Linked DNA regions of Oryctolagus cuniculus: region 1 is linked to region 2. Evidence: chromatin contacts called from public Micro-C data. All regions are on one chromosome and are shown on one strand. Each heading gives the region's core, a stretch centred on a gene start, on an enhancer-like site or on the middle of the called end of the contact. The rest is flanking DNA. Distances are from core to core; before and after follow the strand shown. Region 1 has its middle 19 kb from the start of PTPN14. Region 2 overlaps SMYD2 (SET and MYND domain containing 2).

Region 1 (2,700 bases), core at 5-2,504, 220 kb after region 2:
TGGTTCACTCCCTAAATGGCCGCAATGGCTTGGAGCAGGAGCCAGGAGCTTCTTCAGGGTCTCCTATGTGGGTGCAGGGGCCCAAGCACTTGGGCCGTCCTCCGCTGCTATCCCAAGAGCATTAGCAAGGCGCTGGATCAGAAAAGGAGCAGCCAGTACTTGAACTGGCGGCCATATGGGATGCTGGCACTGCAGCTGAGGCTTTAACCCACTGTGATACTGCGTTGGCCCTATTTTTTTTTTTTTTTTCTGTTTAAAATTCAAAACAGACCCATGGTCTTCCATACAAGAAAAAGTTCTGGAATTCTCTCTCCCTCTTTCTCTCCGCACCCCCCACATTGCCAGAGTTACAGCTTATTTCCCTCACCTACAAGGTTCAGTAGGTTCTGACTTCTAGTAGGTTCTGATTTCTAGTAGGTTCTAACATGAGAAAGTACAAACTCACCATATCACTTTAAAAAAATCTGCCACTTGCCCTCATTTGGAAAACAATCAAGCCCAAGAATCTTGTGGCTGCACTGCCCTTTTTCTTTTCTTTTCTTTTTTTTTTTTTTTTTTTGTTTTTTTGTTTTTTCTTAATTCCTGAAACGTATCAAGAGGATCCCAGGAAATGTTGAATTTTCCAAGTTTGGTTCTCAGTTTTTCTGGAACACTCCTTTTAGGGATATACATGAGTATGGATCTTTATTAGATATGATCTTTATCCAAATGCCTAGCTCAGTTTGCACTTCTCCCACTGTTATCTTCAAGTCAAATCCAAATCTCTGGGAGGGATTTTTTTTTTTTTTTAATAACACCTGGTCTGGCACCCAGAACCTCATGGGCTGAAAGCCATGGCAGATTCTCAAGCTATAAGAATCGATGCATTCATTTTCTGGCCTTGGAGTCTGCCAGCCAAGAAGGAACAGGAAGCTTGCTTGTGAGTCGCAGGAATGCAAAACTCCAGGCTGTAACTTGCTGTGGTTTTAAGCTTTGTCTGGGAGGTTAAGAACAATGTGAATTTCTCTTCTAAATAAATCTAGTTGATAAACACCTGCCTAGCACCACAAGTCTTTGGATTGAATCTAGACTGCACTCTTATGTTTTAACACCCTATTTTTAAAATAAAATCTTTGAAGTAAATATAATGTGGGTACTAGCATACTAATTGCCTAGATTGGCTAATTGGCTTGTTATTGAACACTGAGCAGATCAAATATCCTTCCTAAAAATCCCTAGTAGGCATTTGAACGCTCTGTGTAAACCTCAGCCAGCTACAGGACAACATTTCTCATGGGTCACACTTGATTTATATTCATCAACTTGTACAAGGGTGGGATGACAGTTTAGGAAGAAGGGTCTGAGTTAATGTACGTGTAGTTGACATACATGTGCTTTTAGACTATATGCTTGCTGGCCATCCAACTTAATAGCTCATTTTCTAATCCTTCCTTGGAACAGCAATTCAGATTACATAATCATGAAAAATAAACCTGTTGCCACCCAGCATGAACCAGCATGTTAGAGGACTTTATGGCCTTAGGTTATTAAGCTAGCACCCAGTTTTATGCATCCAGAAGGAGACTGGGAAAAAAGAAAATCTGCCAGTTTTGTTAAAGTTATACCACTTACAGATAATGACAACAAATAATTTACCTGGCTTGAGTTGGCTTCCGATACATTAAGACTTTGGGTTAATTAAATAGATGCCCATATTCTGCTAATTAGGGCTGTGTGATCATTAGCAACTTAGAAGCCTATTAGAAAAATTCTTTAGGTGAGCTTTTATTAGTAGGAAGGCTGTCTTGGCTGTTGAAAGTTATCTCCAAGATTCCCATCAAGCGTGTCTTATGCTCCAAACCTTTCCTTGAAACTGCACCACCCTATGAAGGAAATAACAAACTATGATCCAACATAGTTACTCATAAGCATTGACTGTCTACAAAGGGGACTTCTAAAAAGTCCATGGAATGAAAGTATGCATTTCTTTTGGTGCAGAAAATTTTAGAAATCCATGCTTAGTTAATATGTATTTTCCATGATTTATGAAAAAAAGTTCTTTTGCACCAAATAAATTCATTTTAATTCCATTTTTTCTGCAAACTTTTTGAAGGACCTTTGTATTCATTTAGCTGAAGAATTCGGATGCTCTGGATTTTTGAATTTTTCATTTCAGGTGAGCTTGGACATAAGAAACTCCAAACTAAAATTTGGTCCACACATCCTGGCTTCAGAGACATACATACACTCTATCCCCTAAGAGAGAGAGCGAGAGCCTCCATCTGCTGGCTCACCCAAATGGCTGCAACAGCTGGGGCTGGGCCAGGCTGAAGCTAGGAGCCCAGAGCTTCATCCAGGTCTCCCATGTGCATGCAGGAGTCTGAGTATGTGGGTCATTTTCTGCCGATTTCCCAGGTGCATTAGCAGACACCCAGATTGGAAGTGGAGCACCTGGGACTCAAATCAGTGCTCATATGGGGTGCATGCATAGCAGGCAGTGGGTTAATCACAATGCTGGCCCCAGGAAATCTCTTAGCATCAGCAGTGGGACTAAGAGGGGGCCAGATATTAAGAGGGGCTACTTTCTCATTTTAGACAGGTAACCAAATAGGAAGGCTTTTCTGCCCCAAGTCAAACATTGACCTCAATGTCTGGTTTCAACACACAAGTGAAAAAAAACCAACAACCTGATTCATCAAATTAAGCAACAACCAACTCAGC
Region 2 (2,700 bases), core at 73-2,572:
GTGGGGTCACAGGCAGCAGTTGCACCGTGTCCCCCACTGTAGAGACCGTCCTCAGCACGTGCTGGGCAGCACCCCCATGCCGAGCTACCTACTTTCAGTTTAATTCCGTGTGACAGGGAAGAAGAGTTGAGTGACAGCTTACAGGTTTGTCAGCTCAGCCGCAGCCCAGGTGGGTTCGAGCTGAACTTTGCTTCGACTTTGCTCTTCCAGCATCGCCTGTTTCTCTAACTGAACGTAGCCAAATGATTGGGTCACTCGAGCCTTTTTGACTCTAACACGTAGAATCTCGGGGCAAAAGAACGTCATGAAGTCACTTTCTCTTCCTCGTTTCCCGTGCTACCGCCCGGGCAGTGGTGCAGCGCGTTTGACGTGGCAGCAGGGACTGGATGACCAGCTGCGACCAGTCTGTCTTGTCTCCTTTCTTTCCCAAGCCTGACTCTGCAAAAGCTCCTGTCCTGTGCCTTAGAGCCGAGGAGTCCGGCTTGAGTCCTGGGCAGCCCCGGGGGAGGTGTGGGCGCACGGGCCTCTCCACGCTCACGCTTCCTCTGTCTTTCTCTCCGTAGGCCATTGCAATCATGGAAGTAGCTCACGGCAAAGACCACCCGTATATTTCTGAGATCAAGCAGGAGCTGGAAAGCCAGTGAAACTATGCAGCATCTGTTTTCATCAAATGCTTTGTCCAGAGATCCTCGCGGACTCGTTTCCACTCTTCCCCACCACGCCTGCACCCCCGTGAGCCGCTGGAATGACAGCACCTTCCTGCACTGAGACCTTGCACTTGCCACCCCGCCAAACTGGCCTGGAGCCTGAGCAGCCCATGAGTTTTGAATGATTTCTTTTCCTAAGAGGTAACAGCATGGTTTCGTGTCTTAGAATATACTTTGGGCAGATCCAAGTTCTAAAAACGCAGCTGTTCTTCCCGTCATCCCTGTTGTCCTGCTCTGAACACATCTGGGGGATGAGGGAGAATAAAAGGGAGAACGGTATTTGCGGTTTGTGTTTTCTTCTGTGCATGGGGAGGCCGCCGAAGGGGCAGTGGCGGGAGCCCAGTCCCTGGCCTGGAAGCGACACGTGTTCTCCGCAGTGCTGCGAGTCCCAGACTTCTCCCCACAAGTGGCACCCGGAGGCCTCTTGATCCTGCACTTTATTTCCTGGGACGACGCCTATGGAGGAAGAACCAGGAAGGGAGAGAGAAGACGCGACGGTGAAAGCAGAGTGTCTGGCTGGAGGAGCCTTCGGTGGGCCCTGGGCGCCTCCCTGGCAGGCGGTGGCCCCTGCTCTGTCTCCCCTGGGCACCCGGAGCCCTGCGGTGTGGGACAGTGCTCAGTGCCAGCCTTGCCGTCTTAGCTGCCCCATCTGAAAGCATTCTGCGCTTTGATCGCCCCACTGCTGGGTCTGCACAGTACTCCTTTTCTTTATTTGGAATGACTCCAGGGTAAGCTTGGGAAGGGAAAATTTTCTTTCCTTACCAACGCTGTGTTGTGAGCAAACACGGATCTCTACCCACAAGGCCAGCAGCAGCCCCGTGTTGTGTGGCCCCTGGGCCCAGACAGCAGCGCGCTGAGGAATGGCTTGTTGGCAGCCGCCACCCAGACGGAGCCAGCACGCCCCCGAGTGCAGGGGTGTTTCCAAGGAAGGCGTCTTGTATCCTAGAGAGCAGCGGCCCTGTGCACCTACCGGTAAAGCCGCCCAGTTTACGCTGCAGTTGGCTTTCATAGTCGGGATCTGCACACAGCTCAAATGGCCGGCTGGGGTGTTTCCCTCCTTCCCTCACGTGTACATACACACCTCCCTCGGTGTGCTGCACGGGAGGATTTAACAGGTGGAATGCATTCTGTTGTCCAAGCCCAGTAAGCCACTATATGTACAGTCCTCCCTGTAGCTCACAGAGCGCATAAAAGCAAGCGTGGGCCCAGGTCAGGGAGCTGAGTGTTTGAAGAGAGCCGATTTCCTCCAGTTTCTGTGGCTAAGCCTGCAATAAGCGTAGCCGCTGTTCTCTGTAGGTTTTATAAAATGGATGGAAGTTACATATTCACAGGTTAATACAACGCATGTGAAGAGAGGGAGGTGTTGTCACCAGCCCCCCCCCCCCCCCGGCCACAGAGGGAGCCCTACAGTCTGCTCAGTGTGCTCCCCCTTCTCGCCAGGCCTCTAGAACGAATCTATGCAAATAGGAAAACAAAGGCAGGATGGGACTGGCACATGAGTTTGTAATCTGTTTGGACTTAATATGGCTTCCTTTGCACCTCAGTCCATAGAGATTCGCCTTGTTTTTAGGGGCAGAATATTGCATTGAATGCATGTCGTCTTTTACTCAGCCGTTCTATTTACGGTATGATTTTTCCCAGTTTGTTGCTAGAAAAAACAATACTACGATGAATAGCTTTTTTTAAAACATTTATTTATTTTACTTGAAAGAGTTTCATCAGAGAGGCAGAGCCAGAGAGAGAGAGGTGTTCCATCCACTGGTTCACTCCCCAAATGGCCACAATGGCCGGAGCTGCACCAGTTCGAAGCCAGAAGCCAAGAGCTTCTTCTGGGTCTCGCATGTGGGTGCAGGGGCCATCCTCCACTGCTTTTCCACTGCTTTCCTAGGCCATAGCAGAGAGCTGGATTGGAAGTGGAGCAGCCAGGACTTGAACTGGTGCCCATATGGGATGCCGGCACTGCAGCTGGTGGCTTTACTTACTACACCACAGA

Evidence for each region. A called contact is a pair of places that touch in the nucleus more often than the background predicts.
Region 1: a Micro-C map of ear pinna shows a contact between it and region 2, with 4 times the contacts expected there. The contact joins two enhancer-like sites. A contact is called at or near these places in 3 of 6 Hi-C or Micro-C datasets (ear pinna, psoas muscle and an unstated tissue).

What each region holds. Positions count from the first base shown.
Region 1 is chr13:28,853,682-28,856,381 of mOryCun1.1, forward strand. No RefSeq gene overlaps it. Among named protein-coding and RNA genes, the nearest start is that of PTPN14, 19 kb to the left of the region's middle. Within about 2 kb of position 1,255, at least 1 of the 8 cell types and tissues checked has an H3K27ac peak or open chromatin away from gene starts, as enhancers often do. A contact at or near this core is called in ear pinna, where this site is marked.
Region 2 is chr13:28,632,994-28,635,693 of mOryCun1.1, forward strand. It overlaps SMYD2 (SET and MYND domain containing 2), which reads left to right. Exons shown (of 12, transcript XM_002717406.5): 12 at 564-2,700. The coding sequence ends at 644. Among named protein-coding and RNA genes, the nearest start is that of SMYD2, 53 kb to the left of the region's middle. Within about 2 kb of position 1,323, at least 1 of the 8 cell types and tissues checked has an H3K27ac peak or open chromatin away from gene starts, as enhancers often do. A contact at or near this core is called in ear pinna, where this site is marked.